Linked DNA regions of Mus musculus: region 1 is linked to region 2. The links are chromatin contacts, called in public promoter capture Hi-C maps. All regions are on one chromosome and are shown on one strand. Each heading gives the region's core, a stretch centred on a gene start, on an enhancer-like site or on the middle of the called end of the contact. The rest is flanking DNA. Distances are from core to core; before and after follow the strand shown. Region 1 has its middle 35 kb from the start of Galnt3. Region 2 overlaps Csrnp3 (cysteine-serine-rich nuclear protein 3).

Region 1 (5,609 bases), core at 642-3,141, 200 kb after region 2:
TCATATACAAATTTATACTTTTCAAATATCTACATTTTAAAAGATATCAGAACTGGTAACAATGCAGTTAATGAGATATATTTTATTTAATTCAATATATCCAAGTTATCGTTTCAAAATTCAATCAAAATTTCACAAGTTCATTTACAGTATTCATTTCATACTGTCTTTCAGATCCTGAATGTATCCTGTACTTCTAGCATATCTCAAGTGTTCAGTAAACAGTATAGGGGTATACATGTATCTTCTCTGTTTCATCCACAGCATACAATACTCAGCACATAATATATAGCAGCAAGCTGCATTGCCTTGCTCTCTGAAGCAGCATTAGACTAGTGTTATTCTTTTCCCAGGTCTGATTTAATTCAATCTTACATGTTTCTAATGCAGAGGTGAGATACCTAATACCTAATACCTTGGTGGGCACAGGGGATGTCATGACCTCATCTGTCCTTAAGGATGTTCTTATTATTCTCTATAGAATGTCACTTTTTTTTTAATGCTATTGGTTAGAAATATTACAGTGCATTCTAGGGATGCTGATCTTTCGACTACACATTGACTGGAAATATAAATGAATCGAGTACTGCTTTTTCCTGGGTCAAGTAGAATAGTTATGCAAGGTACAAACGCTTAGACTAGAATCAAGTCTTTGTTCTTTTCTCTTTAGGTTAAAAGTGTTTTATGTATGGTTACTTAAGTGGCAAGTATCTTAGCAAGTAGATTAAGAGTCCAAACATGTATTATTGTAGAGACCATAAATTTTAATCAAACAAATGATTGTTGTTTTTTAAGGCTGACATTTAGACACCTTTATTAACTTCCTACTCATAGAACAGGAACCATAGCATTGTAAATAGAGCTATTTGTGTAGACCTAAACATATCTTTCCAGTTCATTTTCATTTTTTAAAAAAAAATCCCTTAAACTAGCTACACCCCAGAAGCTTCCCAGCAGAAATCCCATTCCTGGACTCTCCTGCAGCTCAGTGTGTGGCACACTTGATTTCTGGTCAGCAGAGTACATCATAGAAATGTGTCTGCCACTTCTGATAGTAGCCTTAGAGCAGAGGGGAGGGTGCATTTCCTCTGGGCTTTTCTGTGATGGCCAGAATTCAGGCAATAGGCAGAGCTGGGGCAGCCACCATAAACCATACAGTGGGAATGGGACACCAGAGAGAGAAGAGGCCTGGGCTGCTACATTCATGAGAATGTAGTCAGAGCAAAAGTTCTAGCCCACCTACCTAGGCTTACATAGAAAACCAGTTTCTGGTTTCTTTCATTGCTTACTGATATTTATTGTCTGTAACTTGCCACTGAAGCTAACACATGTCTAATCCATAAGAGTTTTAAGAGTTAAGTAGGCTAGCATATGCAGAATGCTTCCTGTTGTGTCTGGCACACAGAAACGCAGGTGCTTGATGCATGACTGCTGTTCCTCAGGATAAAGTACTGCCTTCAAAGGTTACTGTCAGAGTCAAGTGGCAACTGTAAGAGAACATGGTTTCTAATCTGGGAGTTTGAGAAAGCATGGTACGAGTGTTGCTCATCTTCATTAAATTAGTATAGGGGGTTAGCCAACTGCCAGTGATCTACTTAGATCAATCCACTTAATGAAAATTGGATACAGACTTCTTCGCTTTTGCTGGGTTTACTTAGTTTTAGGCAATTATGAATGCCCATAGCCTTGTCCTTACATTTAAAGCTAAGACACTCCTTTGAGTAGTGGAAAGAAAACTGTTAGATCCTGATGAGACTGTGGCCTATGCCATCTGTTTACTTTTAGCTGAACACACTCACGACTACAGGCTGGAGAGCTGGAGAGCTTAGCAGGTTGTGGCATTTGCTGCCAAGTTTGACAAGCTGACTCCAATCCCAGCAACCCACTTGCTGGACGGGAAGAAGCCATTCCTCCAGCTGTCCTCCGACCTCCACACGTGCACCCTGGCACATGCACACAGCCTCAGTAAGTAAGTAAGTAAGTAAATGTATGAAAGCTTTAAAGTGCATCATTCTAAAAAATCACTGTAGTGTTTATGATTAAAATAAATCACAATCTTAAAGGCTTGAAGAAAATCCCTGAAACTCCACTCCAACAATTTAATGAACAAATGATTATAAATAAAGGGTTTGTTTCCTGCATGAAAAGCAGGTTAACATGTTCCCTGCAAATAAAAAGAGGAACGAGGAACAGAAACCATTCCTTGAGGAAGTCCAAAACTTAGCATTCAGACTCGTAGACAGCAGCTGTTTTGCTTTCTTTTCCAAATTAAAACATCTCCCTCACAGTCAGCTATTGGATGGATCACAGGGCCCCCAATGGAGGAGCTAGAGAAAGTACCCAAGGAGCTAAAGAGATCTGCAACCCTGTAGGTGCAACAACATTATGAACTAACCAGTACCCCAGAGCTCTTGACTCTAGCTACATATGTATCAAAAGATGGCCTAGTTGGCCATCACTGGAAAGAGAGGCCCATTGGACACACAAACTTTATATGCCCCAGTACAGGGGAACGCCAGGGCCAAAAAATGGGAATGGGTGGGTAGGGAAGTGGGGGGGAGGGTATGGGGGACTTTTGGGAGAGCATTGGAAATGTAATTGAGGAAAATATGTAATAAAAAAAATTAAAAAAAAACATCTCCTGGATATTTTTTTTAATATAGGTAGATGTTTATCTGTCTCAGTTTTATACCTTCAAGGAAGACATTTATACATTTTTACTATTTCATTAACAGTTGTTAATAAATTATTTGTAAAATAAACAAGACTTCCTAAAATGAGTATAGTTAACAATTTAGCATCATGAGAATAACATTAGGTAATTAAAAAATGCTTAGCAAAACTTCTGACACACAGTTAGTGATGAATAAATAATCAAATGATGGTATTACAATGATGAATAAAATTGACTGAAGCCAGTACATTTTTATTTCTAGAGAAGTGCTTTATTGTGTATTACATATGGCTTTGTATGTAATACTCACCACTGTATTGTTCTGCATATGTATATTCTTCATTATATTGTATGTTTTCATGTTAAAGTCTCCCACTTAGACTGTGTCTTGTGGTGTGTGTAGGCACTGTGTTCTAGCAATCGGGTTGATTGTTAGACTCAGGTCTCCTCTTTACTGGATCTGCCCAGGCAAAATGGAACAAATTTGTTTTTGACTGTCCTTCTGTCAACAGCTAAGACAAAAGAGAAGTTATTTGCTTTTAGGCATTTAAAAACTTATAAATAGAGATTATCTGAAGAAAGATGCCTGCTGGGTAGGACTTGGCGACAGCCTTCTCTATAGACACAAGGTCTGACAATGACAGTGAGGCCTTTGAGTGGTGCTTAAGCTATGTGTTGCAACCCCATTGGAAGGTTACCTGACCTTTTCCCAGGGGTCATATATCAGATACCCTGCAGTCAGATATTTACATTATGATTCACAACAGTAGCAAAGTTACAGTTTTGAAGTAACAATGAAAATAACTTTATGGTTGAGGGTCACCACAACGTGAGGAACTGTGTTAAAGGATCCCAGCATTAGGAAGATTGAGAGCCAGTCCTATGGCTAAGGAGGAGCTGAGGGAATCTGTGGGGTCCCAGGAAAGTGAGGCAAGGATGGCTAAGGGCTCTGGGGCAGAGCCAGCTCTGTGTGACAGATCCTCACCCAGCAAGGACAAATGGTAAGTTTCTCTTGGTTGACAGAGGCTTTCTCCTTTTAAATCTAATTGATTTGCCATTGCCAAAACATTTTATGTATAGTTATACTAGAGCTGAAAAATGACTGGAAAGGAAGAAAGGTGGGGAGGGGAGAACAGTAGTTTTCAAATGCAAACATACTCTTCTTCAGTAGGAACACAGGTAAATGATGTTAGGATAAGTGAATCCAACCGTACCCCCTTTCTTGAACGGCAATATCCAGAAACGTATATGCATAGAATGTCAGCCACATGACAACAGCACCTCTGTAAGACACCGCTGCTGGAGGTTCAAATTATCATGACTTGGTGAGATATAACATCGGCCCCAGGAACATTTCATAGTTTTTGCTAGCTCTGTGAGCTTGGAATCCATTCCTCAAAACATCAGGGATGCTCCATGCATGGAAGAGATGACACCTTACCATGAAGCATCCTCCATGTGGTAGGCAGCTTTGTATAATTTGTAGAAAGCCCTTGCTGGAAGAGTTTCACTTGAGATGGCTGAGACACTAGGGCTGAGTGACTTCCAATAGCATCATACCCATCAACGTGTGGCGTTCACAGAGCTATAGAATCAAGGATTTTTGGATAAGCTTGGAAATTGTAGATTATAGTTTAGAGAAATGAAGCATTGAAGAGTACTTTTACCTAAGCTTAGATATCTAACAATCTCTTTTTAGTAAATAATATTACAATATTAAATGAATGTCAACAGACCTATTTACTAATACATTGATTTTAAAGGGAGGTGGAGGGGGGTGGAAGAGAGGAAACCCTAAAAAAGGTTGGAAATCCTGGCATGGTGGCTTGCACCTGTAATTCAAGTTCTTGGGAAGCAGAGGCACAAAGTTCAAGGGCAGTGTGGCCCATCACAGGGAGAGAGCCTGGATGCATAAGCACAAGAGGCACTTTCTTAAGAGAGAAAAGAGAGTCTGGAGGTGTGCCAGGTGTGCCCTCTTTTCATTCCCATCTTCCCTCAAGGCTGGTTTTGCTGGCTTTTCAATCCACGTTAAATACCCAAAGAAATTCTCCTGTAAGATTTTAGGAAAGTGATGAAACCCCAGGTATTGGTGATATAAGATGATGTAAGTGTTCTGACTAAGCATCACTACTAAAGTCCAGACAATTTGCTGTGAGTGAGTTCTGTGACTGCATAGGACTGGAGAAGATGTCAAAAAGACCAGTTGTCTGTGGTCACATTCAAATAAAGTGTTTTCTAAATTCTTCCAAAGGGTAAGGATGATGAAATCAACATTCAAATCTGAGCACCCTATGGAATTCTTCATACATGCTAGACAGCAGAGAAACAACAGGACATCTCTGGAGTACCTTTAAATGTCCATGTACTTCATTGAGAAGTTTACAAGTTGGTTTTATAGTAAATAACCCTTTCAAAGATAAGTTATACTGATTTTACATACATGTACAGCTAGATACACAGAAAAAAAAATAACTTGGCCCATCCCTTTCAGCATTTATGACTCAAATTCATGCTTCCCATCCTTGCTATGTAGAATCCCCTAGAAAATATAATTTATAAATGTATTTAATTTATTCTTAGTGTATATGCATGTGTGTGTGTGTGTGTGTGTGTGTGAATATGACTTTAGGAGTACACTTATCACAGCACCAGTGTGGAGGTCAGAAAAATAACTTCAAGGAGTTTGTTCTCTTCTACTGTGGCATGTGATGACCAAACTTGTATGGGAGGCACTTTTACTCATGGAGCCATCTTAAACACTAATTCTTAATTTTAGTCCATATTATACGCCCAAGGAAGCTTGATGGGCAACTAGTCTAAGCAACCCCAACCATTCTATACTAATAACAACAAACCAGGGAATCTACTGTATAGTGAAGCAGGATTGTGAAAAGGCCATTCATATAAGAGAACTCCAGATGGCTGACACAGATAT
Region 2 (5,122 bases), core at 2,455-4,954:
AGCTGCAGTTTTGCTACTGTTAGGACTCATAATACAAATATATTTGAAGATAGAGGTTTGCCAGAGTGGTCGAGACCCACAGGTTGAGAAATGCTGGTCTAAGACTGGAGATTAGCTGTGTGCACATGTCTCAAGGTGTAGTTTTGATCTTTCCCATTATTTCAGCTCCTTCATCATACAATATTGCAAATATCACCTTTAAAATAATATGGGTTGTGAGTTACAAAAAATTTAATAGACAGATTATATCTTTGTATATAAAGATATATAAAGTTACTATGTTCTCTGGATTCATTTATAATAGTGTTCAATTCCAGAAAAACCCTTATGGAGGTCTTTTTAAGAGATGAAATGAACTAGGTGGTGGTAGTGCACACTTTTAATCCCAGCATGCAGAAGGCAGAGGCAGGAGGATTTCTGAGTTTAAGGCTGGCCTGGTCTACAGAAGGAGTTCAAGGATTATACTGAGAGACCCTGTCTTGAAACACAAAACAAGACAAAACAAAACAGAAAAAGAAGTGAAATTTTATATATATATATATATATATATATATATATATATATATATATATATACACATATATGTGTGTGTGTGTGTAAATAAATATCTTCATAAATAAATATCTTCATAAATAAGTTAATTATAGTAGGATATTTTTGAAAAGAAGGCATAACATTGTATACTCATTCCAGTTATGAAATTATCATTCAAAACAATATTATTATTTTTTACCCCTATGGTGCTTTACCTAGGAAAGTATACAAAATCCTGGTCTTGTCTGTGCTAGAAATTAATATGAAGAAAATGAGTGTTATCAGATGCAAAAAGGGGAATTTTAATAAACATTCATACAATTAATTTTTAAAATGAAGCAATTTAAACTCTTTTCATGACATGACAAAGTATATTATATATTGATTAAATAAAAAATTTAAAAATGCTGAAATAATGAATTTGCATACTATAAAACATTTGGCAAGACTGTTGTGTGCTTTGAAGGTTTAGGGAAAAATTTCACATTGGAAAACATTTACATATTTAATGATATTAAAATATCAAACTTATCTGTTATAAAATATAAAAGTAAAAAATGAAGCAATTTATATTAGAAACATATATTTAATAAGGTATATGATTATTCTCTAGAGTTTAAAAGCATATCTATAAATAAATATTTTTGAGACCCAGTCTGAAGTATTCAAGGCTAGCCTCCAATTTGCTATGTAGCAGAAGGAAATGGTACTGAAAGCCTGGTCCTCCTGACTTTACTTTCTAAGGGGTGTAATTATGTCTCCATGCCCTGTGCATGTTACCTTAGGGACTGAACCCAGGGCTTTGTGTATGCCAGGCAGGCGCTCTACCAAATGAGACACCATTCTGCTCCACCCTCATCTACTTAACTTTTTTGAGATGCAAGCTAAGGCATGCCACAAAGATAATCCATACTAGAAAACACAATTAATTCGTAAGTAAAGCATTTAACAATCATAGTAATAAAAGTAGATTAACGTACTTACACACATATTATTAAAATGAAATCATAAAGAGTTCACCGCTATGAAGTGAGTATTCCTCCCGCTAATAGAAAATAGTATACCAAAAATCTGGGATTAGCCACAGTATACGTTGTCGGTGCACATGTTGCCTTAATGACTGTGAAATTCAGAAAGTACTTTGTCAGTATAAAAACCATTCAAATATTTCTGGTTCTGTATTCAGAAAATATATGTGAAAGGAGAAACATCAAGAGCAATAGAAAATTGTGTTGGCGTTTGATTGTAGTGTGAGAAGGCGGGAGGGGGAGGGAGAAAGCAAGGTCAGAGTGGGAGAGTGATTCATTACATTACAGTAACCCATTAATGAAGTTATTTTCATGATAGTTATAAAGACTACACCGTATGTAGAACACTTATGAGATTCTGGGAAGAAAGGCAGAAGACAGAATTTTCTTTATACTAACAGGGGAATCCTATACATGCTCAAAAGCAAAGACTGGTTCATTGACTTGAAAATTGGAAACAATTTGATTTGTTGAAAGATTAGGATGATGGATGGGATTTATAGCCACGAATTTTTATTTCTGTTACTGTCATAATGCATTCCCAAGAGATATGTTTCAAAGTTGTGCTGCAAAAAAAACCAACCCCCCCCAAAAAAAACCCAATAAATTTGTATTGATGTATGCAGAACAGTGGGATGAAGTTGCAGGAGGAATCAAGCTGGACAATATCACAGCCAAGTCACAAAGTCTCTCTCTCTCTCTCTCTCTCTCTCTCTCTCTCTCTCTCTCTCTCTCTTTCTCTCTGTGTGTATGTGTGTCTGTCTGTCTGTCTGTCTTTCTCAGTTTCTCTGTGTGTGTCTCTGACTCTCTCTGACTCTGTGTGTGTGTGTGTATGTCTCTCTCTTTCTGTCTCTCTTTCTCTGTCTCTCTCTGTGTCTCTAACTCTGTCTGTCTGTCTGTCTGTCTCTCCGTGTGTGTGTGTGTGTGTGTGTGTGTGTGATTTATGTTCAGGAGCCTAGTAGGGCCAGAAAAAGGTCCTTGATCACTTGAAGGTGGCGTTGAAGGTGGTTGTGAACTGCTCTGGTGGGTGCTGTCCTCTGGAAGAGCAGCAAATGCTCTTACCTGCTGAACCATTATTCCAACCTCACAAATTCTAAGTTTTAAAGGCAATTTGGTTATCGATTGGATTACAGTGGCCTTTCCAGAGATAGTAGTCTGTTTTACTCCCTGCCTTCCTATTATGGGCGAGCTGGGGGAGGGGATGTGTTGTAGGAGATAGTGAAGAATCAATTACAATGCTTCCACCTAAAATATAAAAGACAAGAGCATGTCAACCTATTCGAGAGCGCTAGTTAAAACTTTTGTTCCTTTCTTTTTAAATGTATTTTAAGGCTGAATACAGGGGCATCCAAGCTCTTTGAAAACAGGCAGCTAGATCTTGGTGAGTTTCAGGCCAGCTTGGCCTACATATATAGACTTCCAGGCCAGCCAGCGCTACAAAGGGAAAAAAAAATCCATAATAATAATTAAAATTATTTGCTACTCTAGAAATTGATGTGTAACAATTTAGAAAATACACATACATATATTTTACTATTTCAATTAGATTAGACAGATGTTCATTAGCAATATCTTCTTGATGGTAATCTCTGATTATAATCTTTTGAATATTTACTAATGAATCCCTGTGCCCCTAACTTGCTTTCCTACAATCGAAAATGAAGACAGCAGCCCTTCTTGAAATAAGGAATTTTTAAAACCATTAAACCTTTGCGGCAATGTGAAGCAATTTACATTCACAGTGAGATTCTGAAATTGTGGTTTCCCCTTATATAAATCTCAGTCATCCTGGCTTTATCCTTTCAATTTAAATGAGTGGGTGTACTCATCGCAGGGTAGCCACCAGCACACTGTATGTTACAGCATTTTGTTGTTTTTGCAAATATAGAAATTAATAAGATTGGTTGGTACATGTCAGCCGCCGTGGTAATGCAAAATGTCATACTATTCTAAGCCTCCTGTTCAGGCATTTCAATTTGTAGCATACCCCATTATGATAATAACAGCTTCAAAATGTAAATTAGGGAGAATATGATGGCTTTTCCCTTGAACTTCTAAATTTTGCTAGGCAACCAGCACACTTACCAGTGTTCAACCAAGGTCGTAGTTTGTACTCTCCTTGGAATAGAAGCAGCAGATTCCATAGGACCGAGGGACGCTTTGTTTCTCCACATCCCTGTGGCTCCTCAGCCAGTCATTCTGTCAAAAGGAGAGCTTCAGGGAAAAGACAGGAATGATATTTTTCCCCTGCCCTCTGAAGGCTCTTGTCACGTCGCATAAATAACGAGAAGCTGTGTGGTGAAACACGGTCCCTAAAGGAACACGTCTCCTGCAGCAGTGTGCATACCAGAGACAGATAAACGCATACCGTACAGGACTTGAAATGCAAAGGGGGTCAAAGGATGGCCTCTCAACACTGCACATGGGAGCGGGTAGTGAATGCCTCTCCCCATTGCTAACGTTTTCCGAGTCACAGACGGCTTCCATACAGTTGAGTTCCTTTAACGTGCAGAAATTGCTATGCAATCCGGAGTTATTACAGCATTAACAAAAGTGGAAATTAATCATCAGAGATGTGGTTATGATTTTTCTTAAGAGCTGAGAACATGGCTGTCTCCCTCTTTCCCTTGCCGGTCCCTCGGCCCACCTTTTTCTCTGAATCCGCAGAGCATAGACCTATGAGTCAAATTTTTCTCCAGTTGCTCCTTCTCAATTATTCTCATTTCCTGTTAGGCTTTGATCTGGAGAATCAGTAGAAAGTGAATGTGAAGGTTTCCTTGGTGGTACAACTGGTCTTTATTAAGCAGTTAAACTATACTAAGGACTCAGAGTCAACTTCAAGAATGTTACATAATTTGTGTCACAAAGCTTATATCCATGTATAAGTGAAAGCTCTAAGAAGTGAGTATTACTGAGGTAAATGTCACAGATACCCCACACTGGGGCATTATTTTGGAAACTCATTTTTTGCAGAGGTAGTTGTAGCAATCTATTCCTTGCTTCCATATTTTTTTTTAAACGACTAGAGGAACATCTAGGCAGAAGGTCGGTGTAGGTATTTTATGATACTAAAAAATCTCCTTTTTACTCTGTGATACTGCCTGTAAAAAATGAGACTCCAAGAGCCCTAAATGTGATAACAAATATAAGCAATATAAAGTAATCCCTGAAATGTAACTAATTCAGTGAGATGTATAGCTCTGCCCCCCCCCATACCCATAACTTTGGAAAAAATAAACAGCATGAACTTGTGCGGACAGACCTGAAACCAGCTGCAGACCACCGCTGCCATCATGGCAATCACCACCAGGTCACATGCACTTCTGGATATCACAGATAGATCAGCTGAGTCATTAGATGTTTGGTCTAGTTCTCAGAAATAAGGCAGTTCAAAGTAGGGCTAATAATGAGAGAAGGACGAGCCTACAAACTGGTACTATAGAAAACATTAACTTGAGTATTCTGTAAGGCGTATTGATTGATTGATGCTGTGGAACTGGTATTACTTGCCTTTACCGGAGAGGCTGTGGAGATCAATAACGATGTGTTGGAACTAGCTA

Evidence for each region. Promoter capture Hi-C pulls out the DNA fragments that hold promoters and counts their contacts.
Region 1: a contact with region 2 is called in a promoter capture Hi-C map of hippocampal neurons, with 1.8 times the contacts expected there. The contact joins two enhancer-like sites. A contact is called at or near these places in 8 of 39 promoter capture datasets (the 3T3-L1 cell line, 3T3-L1-derived adipocytes, cranial neural crest and 5 more).

The regions. Positions count from the first base shown.
Region 1 is chr2:66,156,515-66,162,123 of GRCm38.p6, forward strand. No RefSeq gene overlaps it. Among named protein-coding and RNA genes, the nearest start is that of Galnt3, 35 kb to the left of the region's middle. Within about 2 kb of position 1,892, at least 9 of the 459 cell types and tissues checked have an H3K27ac peak or open chromatin away from gene starts, as enhancers often do. A contact at or near this core is called in hippocampal neurons, where this site is marked.
Region 2 is chr2:65,950,262-65,955,383 of GRCm38.p6, forward strand. The region is part of intron 4 of Csrnp3 (cysteine-serine-rich nuclear protein 3); the gene reads left to right. Among named protein-coding and RNA genes, the nearest start is that of Gm52514, 24 kb to the left of the region's middle. Within about 2 kb of position 3,705, at least 26 of the 459 cell types and tissues checked have an H3K27ac peak or open chromatin away from gene starts, as enhancers often do. A contact at or near this core is called in hippocampal neurons, where this site is marked.